Regions from separate parts of the Anas platyrhynchos genome. Here region 1 is linked to region 2. Evidence: chromatin contacts called from public Hi-C data. All regions are on one chromosome and are shown on one strand. Each heading gives the region's core, a stretch centred on a gene start, on an enhancer-like site or on the middle of the called end of the contact. The rest is flanking DNA. Distances are from core to core; before and after follow the strand shown. Region 1 holds the start of AHI1 (Abelson helper integration site 1). Region 2 holds the start of MAP3K5 (mitogen-activated protein kinase kinase kinase 5).

What was found. Hi-C and Micro-C count contacts between places; a contact is called where the count stands out from the background.
Region 1: a contact with region 2 is called in a Hi-C map of skeletal muscle, with 10 times the contacts expected there. The contact joins the promoter of AHI1 here to the promoter of MAP3K5 in region 2. A contact is called at or near these places in 3 of 8 Hi-C or Micro-C datasets (liver, skeletal muscle and subcutaneous adipose tissue).

Annotation. Positions count from the first base shown.
Region 1 is chr3:61,168,289-61,175,531 of IASCAAS_PekinDuck_T2T, reverse strand. AHI1 (Abelson helper integration site 1) reads right to left here and starts at 5,218. Exons shown (of 26, transcript XM_038177002.2): 1 at 5,067-5,218; 2 at 2,401-2,507; 3 at 1,507-1,578; 4 at 559-677. The coding sequence starts at 1,516.
Region 2 is chr3:60,539,627-60,546,610 of IASCAAS_PekinDuck_T2T, reverse strand. It overlaps MAP3K5 (mitogen-activated protein kinase kinase kinase 5), which reads right to left and starts at 1,610. Exons shown (of 30, transcript XM_027454464.3): 1 at 1,083-1,610. The coding sequence starts at 1,467.

The sequences.
Region 1 (7,243 bases), core at 3,969-6,468, 630 kb before region 2:
GTAGAAATATGCTGATTACAGAGATCAAAATGAAAAAACACATTTCAAATGTTGTTATTTAATATTGTTTGTAGATACTTATACCAGTAACTTTAGGGAATGTAATGAAGTTGATTATCTAAACTCTCATTGGTTCTCAATTCACAGATGTGTTATTACTCTCAGAAGTAAATACTGCTATGGCCATGATCCTAGAAGTCCATCATTCAAACTCGCACTGAATTTGAAAATCTTAAATCTTTTCCGAAAAACTGGAATGGAAAAAAAAGTATTGACAGACTTCAAATGAGTACACCACTTACTCTTCACCAATGTTACACTCCAAATAATTTTGGCATCTCTCTGAATTGCAAGGATCAATTTGTGGTACATAAACAATAAATAAAAGCCACATCAAAACCAAAAGATACAGGCAGAAATTCACTTTTATACTTTTAAAAAAAAGTATATATATATATATTTAGCTGTTTATATCTCCTTTCTACATACAATACATTTTCGTGGTCTTTTTCCACTAAGGAAGGCAACCAAACAAAGCTTGGCTGTGTTCAAACTTACCACAATATTCTCTTGAGAGTGGAACTTTTTCTTTGATTTCTTGTTTTCTGTTAGGCCAGCATGACGTCTGAAGATTTCCTCAAAGCGAACTTTGGTTTTTGCCTTTGCCTCACTTTCAACTGAAAAAAAGAAAATTGGATTATGATTCAATAATCACCATCGGTATAAGACTGCCTAATTGTGCTTTACAATTTCAGTAGAGAGGAATTATTTTAATCAGGAAAAATTTACCAAGAAATTTGCTTAGTGTTCAGTTAAGAATTTCCACTGACTATACACTGCAGGAGGGTAACTCAGCAACATTGTACAAACAAGCCACACTGCTACTTGTTGCTGAAACTGGCACTGTTTACTGTTTCAAGCAGGAAGGAGATTTTTGAACAGTACACACATGGAGATCAAGTGGCAAGCAAACCTTGGGTCAGCCAAAGCAGATGACACTGACAATGGAGGTGACGAACTGTCCCCAGGAGAAGGGGCAGCTCTGGGCTCTTACTGAGCCTGGAAGCCTGAAGAGCACCACCTGCAAGAGGCAGGAGCACCCATGGATTTGAAATCAGCTATAGCCGTGATAGCCCCTGACTTCTATGACAATGCTATCACCAGCATCCGAATCCTTGATGTGGTAGGTGTTCTAGCCCTCTGCCCTCCCACCTAAGTAATGCTTAACCTGCAGTGAAAGTATTAAAAATGCATTGTGTTGCACCACAAAAAAAAGGCTACTGAATCCTCAGCTATAGCATATTTGTTATTATAACTAAGACATTTACAGAAGCCTCCATGTAAAACAAAAAATAGTAACAAAAACAATGCTTTGAAAATCAGCTCTAAGTATGGACTCAAAATAGAAACAATGCAAGATAAAAAATTTATGGACAGAAGTAACTCATATTATATTATTCTGACTATAAAATACACATTAGAAATGAAACACAAAAGGGTTCTTACCTGCTGGCATTTTCAGTCCTTGGTTAAAAGCAGCTCAGCACACCAGCTGCTTCTTCCTCAGAATTCACCATTCTGTTTAAAGTAATTAACAACTTTAATTAACGTAACTTGTCCATAGACTTGAAGCTACAAATTGAATGCACACTAATTGATACCAAGAATGAGTACAGGCCTTTTACACAAGTGGTCTAGAAATAAGTATTTCTCCAAATTATGACAAGTTCTCTCAGATCTCAGCTCAGAATTCTCAGCATATGAGAAACTTAATTACCTGAGAGCAAATAGAAGAACTGCTAAACTGCTGTGGCAATAAAAATAGGTATTTTTCTAGATAATCGCCAATATTTCAGTACTGCAGTTCTCCAATCTTAAAAAATCAAACAGCAACACCACAAACACAAAAACAATAACTGTACAGTGTATTTAAATAGCAAACCATGCAGCCATTTATATTGAAGCTTTTCTAATCAGTTTCCTGTCTGATAGCATCATAAACGAAGTCACATTTTAGCCAAGTGATAGCCTACAATGAAAAGGTTCATAGCTGCCAGCTAACCTAACTTTATTGCAAATCCCTAAATATTTACATTTACATAAAGCAGTTGTATTTTACATAAAGCAGACAAGCAATCACATGAAACTCATTCCTTTAAAGAAAAAATGTTAGGCCCTCCTGGTTGTGAAGAAAATCTTACAAATGTAATTCAAACCAAAGCTGGAAGGCAAATAAAACTATTACACAGCTTTATCTTTTCATCAAAAAAATCATAATGTTTCACAAAAAAAACTTTAATAGAAAAAGCTGTTTTGTAAACAGTGGAACTAATGAAACCTAGCTTTCTATGAATATGTTATGTTCCCCTGAGCCTTCATGCAGCACACTACCATACCCACCTGCCCTTCCAACAGCACATCAAGGCAGCAGCTCCAAGTCCTCCCTGCAGAACACCTTCTGTTAGACGCCACTCGCACATTCACTGGATACCCAGACTACACCAGTCCTAGTAAATTAAGACATACCAGTAAATATTGTTAAATCAGCCTTAGCACAGCTTTGGTGCAAACCATCTAGCACTCCTCCAACAACTCCTGCAATACACTTTAGGAGTTAGTATGGATGATAGATTGTTATTAACAGGCAGTTGGCAAGTGGACACTGATTTGGAGCTAAGAAAGTTTAACAGTATGAAAGCAGGCCATGCATACCACTTGCCTCAATACTATAAATCACTCCTGGGCAAACGTATTTTACAAGTACATGCTTATGTGCCCCTGCATCTGCACTACAGTACCCTCAGATCCCTCTCATTTCTCTTTCACAGTGTTATTTGCTTCTTTCTTGTCCCTCCACAGGCTACAAACTTTCATGTGATTTCATATTTCTTATAGTAGTTTGGCCTGCCTGCTTGCAAAACCAAACCAAATTAAAAACAAACAAACAAAAAAAAAGCAAAGCACAAGGGTTGGTTTGGGATTAAAGAAGTGCTGCTTAGTCAGTTTCCAGGTGTCATTAGTTTATTTTGTGTACTAAGCAAAGCATTTATACTAAGTATCCAACAGCGCCTCGGGATGTTTGAAATTTACAAGGATGACCAGAAGTGACTTCACAGGAAATGTTTTGTTGTGTAATTTCATGCTTTCACCCACAGGGTAGGAATATTTTCCCTTACTAAAAAATGTTTTGACTGGTAAAGCAAAGCTTTACTGTCACAACTGAACAATAACTGTTAAAAATAACACAAATGCCTAATTCTTACAGGAAATGAAAAACAGAAAATATTACTGAAAGTAAATCTACCCTTGAAATTTAGCCTATTATGCAAAAGGACCATTTTAAAAGTAATAGTCATTAAGTGCTGCTTTTCAAGTAGTCGATTCACAATCAGCTAGAAAATATTTGTAATTTGAAGGAATTGAAAACAAAAGATAAAATACAGCACATTCAATCACTTTAATCATTCATGGTGAATGACACGAACACACAAGATTCTGTTATGATTAGTACAGTGACTTCAACCACCTCTCCAAAAAACTAATTATAAACAACAAATGAAATGATTAAGTGCTCTGAAGTTTAAAAACAAAATGGGTTATACATAACAAAACAGCACAACTACTGAAGTGCATACATGTTTCAACTACTGAAATAATTTTATAACCAAAGGATAAATGAACCATACCACAAAAACAAACAAATAAACAAACCTGCAGCTAAATTAATTTTGAAGATCCTTGTGCTTGTAATGGAACAAACACATTTCCAAAGGCTTGGCTCATCTTATATGTATCAGTGTTCACTGTAAAATGCATAGATTCACCAAATTCACCAGTGACTGCATCATCTTCTATTTACCTCCATGTATTCAGTAAATAATCTATCCTCTTGCAACAATAAAAATGAGGTGCAGTCCTATAGTGATCATCCTTTTATTTCATATACACTTGCAATTTAGAATTACATGACATTTGACGTGGTGCATTAAAGCAACTATTAGCCTTGTGTAAATATAGATCCTTAATCAACAGGGTAAGAACAAGAGCGTTTACTCAGTCTAATCTCACCTTAAAATAGGAGAGATTTAATCTTACACTGGAGTTCAGCAACCACAGAGCCCCGATCTGTATAAACCCTGTTATCATCGAGATTAAACTGGCAAGATGCACTTTTGCCTGACCATATTTGATCTTTTCCATGTTAGTTAACATAAAGCAATCTAGGAACGACAAAAATAAGTATTTGGGAACAGAGGTATATTCCAGATGACAGGAATAGCTAGGAAAACTCAGTCATGAAAACTTCCAGGAATTACCAGACACCTCCCTGAAACTGATTTAACTTTTTCTTCTCTAATATCTCCCCCGTATTTCTAAACAAATCTACATCAAACTTCTGTTATTTTCACAGTGTTTTACGACAGATGAAGTCTCTGTATTCCGCACGTGTAAAATAGGTGTTCTCAATGCAAAGCACGTCGTGAGCTGCACCTTTCAGGAAAGGACTTTTATTAATCACCATAACAATTAGACAATCTCAGAAGCAATGTATGTTATAATGAAGCAGAATACAGACCATTTTCACGGTTTATATTTCCCATACAGGGAACTGACAAGTTCCCTGCCGCACTCGGACCGCTTTGGAAGCCGAGCTGACAGAACATAACCGCACGTTGGGGGATTTCCATGAAACGAAAACACTTTTTTTTTTTTTTTACTACTGCAACAAGCGAGTGCCACCTAGGGAGGCTGGAAACGCGCAGAGCACCAGGCTTTGTTTATTTTCATTCCTTTCGATAAAACCAGCCGCCGGGTAGCCGAACGCCTCAGATTTACGAATTAGGGATTTTTTAACGTGCCTTACAACATTTATTTTTATTCATTTTCTTTAAGAAACGGGCGTTCGCGCTGTCTCTGAATCTAACTTTATCACAGTGACCACGAAAGCGCCCCGGGGACGCGCGGCGCCTGAGGCAGAGCCCCCGCCCCAGCGGGGCCCGGGCCCAACGGCCGCGGGGCGCAGCGCTCCCCGCTCCCCCCGCCCCCGCCCCCCGGCCCCGACTCACGTGCCGCTGCCGCCAGTACCGGTGCTGCTGCTGCGGCCGCCCCCGCCCCACTCCTCCAATGGTCTCGCCCTCGCTCCCCCCCCCCCGCAGGTGGTTCAGCCGAAAACAACCCCAGCTGCCAGGGAAACGGCGCGCGTGCGCACAGCGCCCCGCCCGCTGCGCCTGCGCCGCGCGCACGCGCGCCCTGCGCGGCCCCGTTTTAATAGGGCAGCCGCGGGTGGTTTCCCGCCACGCAGGCGCGCATGCGCGTTAAGCCGTGGCGGCGGGCGGGGGGGTGGGGCACGAGGCGGGCCCACGCGCATGCGCAGTGCCTCCCCCCCGTGACCACATCGTTCGTTGCTGCCCGCTGTAGGCTGGGGCAGGCGGGGCCGAGGCGGAGCGCTGAGGAGCGGCCGTTTTTTGGAATTTGCCGTTCTTTAAATTAAAAGTTTGAAAGCAAAACTTGTGAAAAGCTTCAGTATCACAACTCCATTTACATCATCCGCTTCAAAAACGTCAAAGGGAGCTCTGTTGAGCTCTGCCCAGCGATGAAAGCTGCTCACAGAGGAATGAAACGCCTCAGTGAGGCACTTAGTTGAACTCTATGAGCTGCTTTTTGTGAGCTGTACGGCACAGACATCAGCTTTGAAAATAGCAGTAGGAAAAGATGTTCTGAAGCTGTGCAGACACTGCAGAACCTTTAATTTCCTGTCTTGATTTAGTGGGTGACTTGCGCAATGGTTCACTCTCCAGCAGTAAGAAGTGATTCATTGTTATTGTCAAGGAAGAACTGTTTGTTCATTTGCAATTTGTTAATAATAAAAAAGCAAATAAATTGTTTATGTCCAAGTTATTTCAAACAGTGGGAGGGTCACTTTTTAGACCCAGAAAAGCATGTAGGTTTGGGGCGAACATGGCCATACCTGTTCAGAAGTGAAGTCAAGTACAATTAGCTTTCAGCTGCACATGTGCCATTGGTACAACCTAGAGGTGGGTTAATGCTTGGGATAGATACCATAGAGTCATCGAATCATTAAGGTCAGAAAAGACCTTCAAGATCATCTAGTCCAACCATCACCATGCTACCAATGTCACCCACTAAACCATGTCCGTAAGCACCAGTCCAACCTTACCATCACAATGACGTACAGTTCCCAAGAGTGCTATGCCTAGAATTCTGTCAAAGAGTTAGACCTTCTGTCAGAATATACATACTGAAATCATTTGCTTGTTTCTCAAGTATTATGTCAGATGCTGTTTTCTTCTCCCACTAATTATCTGCTCTGCCCATCCTCAAATGCTTATGTGCACTTAACTGATTGTTAGGGAATGAAATACTAGTGGAAAAACTATTGCCTGTAAACAAGTGCATTTTTCATATTCCTAATTACTAATGTGCAGGAATCTTTGCAATACGAGGCTTGTTGCTGACAATATATTTCAGTTTTCCCCATGGTTAAAGTTAAAATGATACAAACCCCACTAAATTAGAAGTCCAAATATGGAAGCTAATGCTTTCTATTTTTAGAGTTGTGAGAAATTGGTTCACTGAAATTCTTTTTCAAAAAATATATTTTTTTTTTTCAAAAAAAAACATAATTGCCCGAAGAGACTGCAGCTGTGGGTGAGCCAACATTGGATCCCGTACACCCCAAAAAGGACTACAGTCTGCAGAGGACCCACACTGGAGCATACTAAAAAAGTGAAAAGGAAGGAACAGCAGAGAGAAACCTTTATGTATTGACCTCAGAGAGAGTGGTTGTGGTGGAGCTCAGCTGCCCACCTGAGTAAAACCACCACAGAGAGGTGTTTGAGGTGAAATGAGCCTGAGAGTGAAGATGAGCCTGGGAAAGGTGGAGGACAGATATTCTAAATTTGTCTATTATTTAGTTTAGTTTTGTTTTGTTTCCCAAGACATGAATCAGTCATTAAATATTTATGCTAATTGCCAAGAAATTAAGTTAAATTCCCCAAGTTAAGTCTGCTACCCTATTCACATGTTACATCACGGGATTCTTGATGGCTGGGGAGAATGTTTACTTGTGTTCTTATCTGAATGGCTTCCCCAGGGACCTTCAATTGTAGAAGAACATGCCTGTGGTAGGGATAGTCCTCTGGTAAAAGGCTACACAAACTTAGGTCATTGAGAATCTGTAGGACTGAAAGGTAAACTAGGATGTATTACCAAGGACAACAGA
Region 2 (6,984 bases), core at 361-2,860:
CAGCCTCACAGCCAACACCACAACATAGCTTTTAGGCAGCAGCTCTCACAGCACAGAACAGATCGTGAGCAGACAAACTTCTATGTCCTGCTCTTTGCAGCACAGTTTGCTCAAAACCCATCGAAATAAGAAATGTTATATTACATAAGCGTGCAGTTATGTAGTGCTAGACGCCAGACGCCTACTGCCAGAATTAGAAGGGGCCCACTTCAAGTCAAATCTCCCATTACAAGAAAAGCCTTTGTGAACTATGGAGACCCCGCCTATTGCACAGACCAGTCCGAAAATTAATGAACAAGAGGCACACGAACATCACAGATAATTCAGCTCTGTGAGCCTCACTAGGATACACCTTCGAATGAGACTCTCAGGTTGTACCTGTCCTACAGTTAAGAGGTACTGAAGCTCCTAAAATTTTTAAGTCTCTCTTACCAGTCACGTGGAGAGTATGGGCTCTATAATGAAGCTCTGTGCCCTTCCTATTTCTGTCTGTGAGCACAGCTCCTCTGAAATTTTGGGAACACCACCTCTAAGGCCAGATCTCTAAGAACTGCAGGGTCTGACATGCCCATGGCTGCGGAGCCATCCAGCTCAGGGACCTGGAAGCAGCAGCCCTCGAAGCAAAGCATTTGCTGTTTCAGATAGATGACATGCGCATGCATGTCCATGCTGCTGAGTCTTGTGTGGACAGGGCAGACAGTCCAGATATTTATTTTATTATTTTTTTTCCTCTTCCACAGGAGAGGAGACAGCTACAGCCAAAACTTTTTAAACGCTCACTTGCCAAAGTGTTGCATGCACGTAAAGGCAATCCATAAAATAAGTTTAGAGTTGCAGGTCAAATCAAATCCCTGTCGGTAAGTTTTTAGGTGGCACAGAGACCCTAACGTAGCGCTGCAACTTTAGCTTTATGAAGTCTTCACCGGCCTGGTGAGCGTGGGTCTTAATTCTAAGTGTACAACACGCATCTGTTAATAACAATTAAGAAGAAAGGTATTCAGGAGAAACTTTCTGGCTGCTGTTTGTAAGCACGGGCCATCCCTGTGTCCCTCCATCCCTGTATCCCCGCGGCCCCCTCTCACCGGCGTTGTAGAAGCGGTCGAGCACGGCGGTCTCGCCGAAGTCCAGCTTGCCGAAGTGCAGCGTCTCCAGCGTGGCGCCCACCGCCTCGCACGCCTCCCGCAGGCTCTGCAGGGCGCCGCTCTCGGCCGCCAGCAGCGGCCCCTGGCTGGCCTCGTTGATCACGTAGGTGACCGCCGTCCGACGCCCGCCGCCCTTGGCTCTCGCCGCGATGCCACCGCCGCCGCCGCCGGCCCCGTCGTCGCCCCAGGGCTCGGGCTGGAGGCTGCGGGCGCCGCCGTCGGTCCCCTGCCCCCGCCGGCCGAGCCCCTCCTCGCCGCCGCCGCCGCCGCCGGGGGGGGGCCCGGGCAGCGAGAAGCTGACGGTCCCCTCGCCGCCGTCGCTCATCCCTGCGGAGCCGCCACCGCCGCTGCCCGGGGCTCGGGGCTCCCCCGCGGGGCTAGCGGGGGCTGCCGGAGCCCAGGGGGCGAGCGCCGGCGCCCGCCTCCGGCACCATCGCTTCCCCCGGGCACCCGCGGGGCCACGCGGCGAGCCGGCCCCCGGCAGGCAGCAACAACAGCAACAGCAGCAGCAACAGCAGCAGCAGCAGCAGCCGCCCTCCCCTCCGCCTTCCTCCTCGCCGCCCCGCAGAGCTCCCCGGCTCGCTGCTTCTGCCCCCGGACCCACTCGCGGCAGGGCTCTCCCCGGCGGCAGCCGCACGGCGACGGGCGGCCAGCGGGGGCGGCCCCAGCGCCGCGCTCCGCCCTCCGGGGCCGGCCCAGAGCCGCCCGCTGCTGCCCGGGGGCGGCCCCTCGGGGCTGGGGCTCGGCGCTTCACGGCTGGGGTTGGTGGTGGGGTGGCCGTCGAGGGAGAGAGGGCCTGTGAGGGGGGCGTGTGGAGTGAGGTGTAGTGAGAGCTCTGCGCTGCTCCTGGACCAAAACAGAAGAATGAAATCGCTTGCTTTGCTCATTTGTTTATTGGATCAGGGATTCTATTAAGTAGGTACAGGAGAAATGTAAAAGCTTTTGGATCACCCAGGTTGGACATGGTATTCAAGATGATCACGTCCATCAGCATGGCCTACTGAGTGCCACCCCCAAACCACAGCCCCTAGTCCCACAGCTTTTAAATACCTCCAGGGATGGCGACTCCCCCACCTCCCTGGGCAGCCCATTCCAACACCGAACCACCCCTTCCATGAAGAAATAATTCCTGATCCCTAATCTAACCCCCCCCTGGTGCAACCTGAGGCTGTTTTCTCGTGTCATATCACTTGTTGCTTGAGACGAGACACTGACACCCTCCTCACTGCAACCAACCAACACCACCCTTGCTGCACCATGCAGCAAAACAGCCCTCTATGTATTCCGAATTATGTTAATATGGCATATCAATAGGTCCATCCTATTACAATTGATTTTGCGGAGGCAGATCAACTTGCTGGCACTAAGCCTGTTCCTATACCACTGTTTTCCATGACTGCTGTAGGAAGAGGATAAATTCTGGAATAATCAAGAAAAATTAGTCACTGTGGTACCTTCAGTAGCCCTGCTTGTATTTGCGTTGATCAGTCCCCATTTTCAATGAGATATGCCTGGCATTTGCTTCTGCTGATAAGGAATGGGTAAATGGGGTGGGAAGATGACGAGCAAACGAAAGACTAATTTACAGGGGAAAGTTAATATTTGCTAATCTGCAATATACAGTAGGTTATTGTTTCTTGCTACAGTCAGAATGGCAATCAGTGTTTTCCTAAATAAAGCAGTTTTCCACAAAACACAGAATCAGTGTTAATCCATTCAGCGCTGCAGTTACATCACCTTACAGGAAGCAAGAACAATATGTCTCTGTTGTTCTCTAGAACAACCCATGTTTGTCAAGTGCAGAAGGAAGTCCCGGGCTGAAAGAAGACGGAAGAAGCATGCTATTCTACTTAGCCTTGCTGCCTTGCGAGGCCTGCTTCATTATTAGCACTGTGTCCACTCCAAATTCAAGACAGTTGTTCTATTGATTTGACTGGGAGTGAGGGAGGGCCCTAAACTGAAAATAAATAAAGTAACAAAAATGCAGATTAATCTGGAATAACCCACAGAAATTGTCCGTCTGTTTATACAGGAAAAGCATATCTCTTAATCTGTTAACTCTTCGAAGTGAGCAATCGGGTTTTCAGGAGTTCTTCTGTATCAATCTTTGAATAAACAATGATGATAATCATTCAAAGTTTATTTATATTTTTTAATCAGCATAATATCCCATTTATTATCAGAAATATGCATACCTTGTTACTCAAGTGTTGTGCAATTAACATCTTTAGCACCAGATGGCTTGCATATAATTACAATCCAGTATCACCCTGTTCCTGCTCTGCTTGTTGCAAGGACGAGAACTTGCAACAAGTAGTTAGCTGTAAATTTGTTGAAATATTTCCCTCTCTTCCTTCCATGTTTTTATGGCTATACAACATTGGTCTCTAGATTTAAACAATTATAGTTCTAAAACTATATCCCAGAATAAAACTATATCCCAAGAACTTTCCAGTCTTATCAGTTGTAAATATAAATGCAATTTTTGTGAAAAAACATCACGTCAGATGCCAAAGACTTGATCAAGCTATTCAAACTAGTGTTAACAAGATCCAAGACAAAAAAAAAAAAAAAAAAAAAAAAAAAAAAAAAAATGGTAATTCCAATGTAAGCATTTTGATTTAGAGAAATGAAATCTGAAGTCTATGTGCAATTTTCAGAACTCTGTCCAGGTTATTTATATATTTTTCATGTATTCTGGGCATCAGTGTCCAGTTCAGGGAGAAAAAATATTCAAGACTAACTCTGCATTTCGAAATTTCTTGATACTATTGGAGATGGATAGAATGGACCAAAATACATTGCTATAGGAATTTGCAAAAGTAAGATCCAGTATGCTTCAATTATGGGTGTAAATAAATAAATAAATAAAGGAAACTTGCAGATACAAAAATCCAAATGGGATCTCAAAAGGACATAAAATAATCCTTTTTTTCCATGAACTTTAGTCCAGAACTCTTACAAGCAAATAGAAGTGGTTAAACTGAAGTTAAAAAATAATAAAATAATTTTTTTCCTAATAATTATCATAAAAAAGTTGGACTAAGCCTATCCCTGTAGACAATCAGAAGCAGCCTTTATATTCAATATAGAAAAGGCAGGGCTTCGTTATGGGGGAGTCAGCTGCCGATCTTTAAAAATGATAGCTCTATGATTAAGATAAACATTTCGAGCAATATTTAAGTACCAAGGGACAGGTAAATAAACTGGTGTCCACCGTGCATGGGTGCAGCTGCTCATGTAACAGTAACAGCATGGGGAATTACAACTTAGTGAATTATGGCATGGTGCATAGAATGACACTCAGCAAAAACTGCCAGAGCAATATGAACATATTTCTGGGCATGGATATTTCTTGAAGGCCCTTTATTGTGACCATGGTGAAGGGAAAAATGTGTACTGTTCTTGCCTTTGTACTTTTTTTTTTTTTTTCCCCACACACTTCTTTCTAAATCTCATCATCTTTCTTCCTCTGCTCCAATGTTTTTTCCTCCTCTCATTTCTTTTGTTGTTTTAAACTTCCCGAAGCATCTCCATGCTAGCAGGCTCTTCCTTCTAGCTCCCACTAACCTCACTTTCCCTGCCTGACACTGTGAGATTTTTCCCTTCCCATCCATTCTTTTTTTTTCACTCCTGCCTGTTTTCCAACCTTATCGCAAACCTTGGGATATTAAATGCTTTTCTTAAAGCTTCAACTCATACGGCCTTATGATTATACGGAAATTTCAGCTAAGGAAACGATAGATAGCTGTGTGCCTGTAGCAGAAGAGAGATTGGTGTCCTGAGAAGACGCTGAACTGGATGCAAGGATATTGCTGTAGGCATCTCAGCCTCCCATTCTAGCGCCAGCAAGGGGCACGATTATGAGCTCTGCTCAGAGAAGTGACTGCGGTATAAACAGAGCATGCTAAACGAGCCGAAATCAGTTCACTGAAGTGATAATGCTGCCTTGGGAAAAATAATCTCGGTGTACTTGGGGACTGTTGTCTGCAACGCTGAGCTCTCGTTTGTTGCGTGGAGCACGGCTGCCATCTAACGACACTTTCTGGCTTGTGTGGGACTTGGTGGCGAGAGGGATGGCAGCACTTGGGTTTCAATAGCTTCCTAAAACACGCTGCTGTTACTGGTTGCCCTTCATGCTTCTTGAACTTACCTGCCCAGGGCCTTAGGAGGAAATAGTCATGTTTCTCAGCTTGTGAAATAGCTTTTATTTCTGCCTATGCGAATACTCTTATTCACCATATTATTTTTCTTCTTCTAAGGGCCTTCAAAACCTGAATTTACAAACTCGTCTGTGGAAAAAACATATTTAGGGAACAAGTCCTTCCCTCAGGACTTCCTTGTAACCTTCTGCCCGCTCCCTGATCTTTAGTGTCTACAAAACCTCTTCTAATCTGTCTTTAAAACAAAGTTGGGCCACTGATAAGGACTGCTTCCTGTTGATATAACCTCTGCAGAATTTCATTGATAACAAAAGATAACTGGACCTGAAAATGCACTTGATGAAACCCTTCCGATTCTCAGATGTATCAGTGATAACTTGTCTGTAGAGTAATTGGACTTCCCACCACCAAGCCCTTGAAAACAAAACAATAGCTCACAAAAGGCCATGCCCAAATTTATTTACTGCAGCACTGTGATGGGTATGTATCTTCTCAAATGTTATTCTTGGCATCCCAGTCACAAAGGACAATTACTTTAAAAACACTTCCTCAGAAGACTGGCTTTTAATTTCCATTTTGAAGAAATCCATTAATTTTAATGTACAGGCTAAACTGGTGGAATTCCACCTGGAGCAGCCAATTCAATAAGCTATTCCTCTGCCCCAGGGTTGAGTAGTCTGATTTCATATAGTGTCTGGCAATAAATTAAGCCTATAAATTGCTAGTTGTGAGGATCTAGGAGCTGCTGTGAAGTTTTGTGCTTGTTAGATAACCCAGAGGATGCATTAAATTGAGCTTCGCTTGTGCTGAATTTGGATTGATTTTATTGTAAAGCCCTGGAGATTGTTTGATAAACCTATTTGTTTTCATTTTTACTACGATATCAAAGGATTCAGTGATCTGCTTTTGAGAGCCAGTTTAAGGAATTAGACATTCCCGTGGCTTTACAGCAGACTTTGTAGATTTTAATTTTAAATATAAGGATGACAGGAATAGCAGGAATACATAACTAAACTCCAAGCTCAACTTTGATTACATCATCCCATTTGCTTTCACCATACCTTCCAAATGTGTAAAATAATACTTTTGTATTTTTATCTACACATAGAGATAGGTCATTATAACTAATTGGGGTAATCTGCGTCCAACTGGAGTTATCTCTGCACTTGTATTTTGAAGTCCTTTATCATGTACAAGATGGGATATAACTAAGGCTGCAGCTGCTGTTTCGGTCAAATACTTATTTTCTATTTTCCTTTTGAAGTCAAAGCTCCCACTGACGTAAACAGAAGTTGTCATGGGTGTAAGAAAACTTGAGCTTGTTGGTAAGAGGACCTCCATAAAGCATTAACTGTATGACAAGAAGAATGATAAAATGCACATATATTATATATATGTGCGTTATATGCATTATATGTGTCTGTATTATGAATATATGCATATATATGCAGATCTGTTCAACAGGTTAGAAGATGAAATAGCCTAGGACTTTTGAAAAGGAAAAATGACAGGCCATATACATAGTTGTACTGTGATCAAAACATTTATTCAAGCTGATACAGCGTGCTGATGAATGCCTTACTTGGCGTACACTAGAAGGGGCTACCTTTGAAGTCTGAAAGCCATCGCTTTGTTACCAAAGGGTGACTTTACAGAACTGTTTGCCACACGCACAGCGC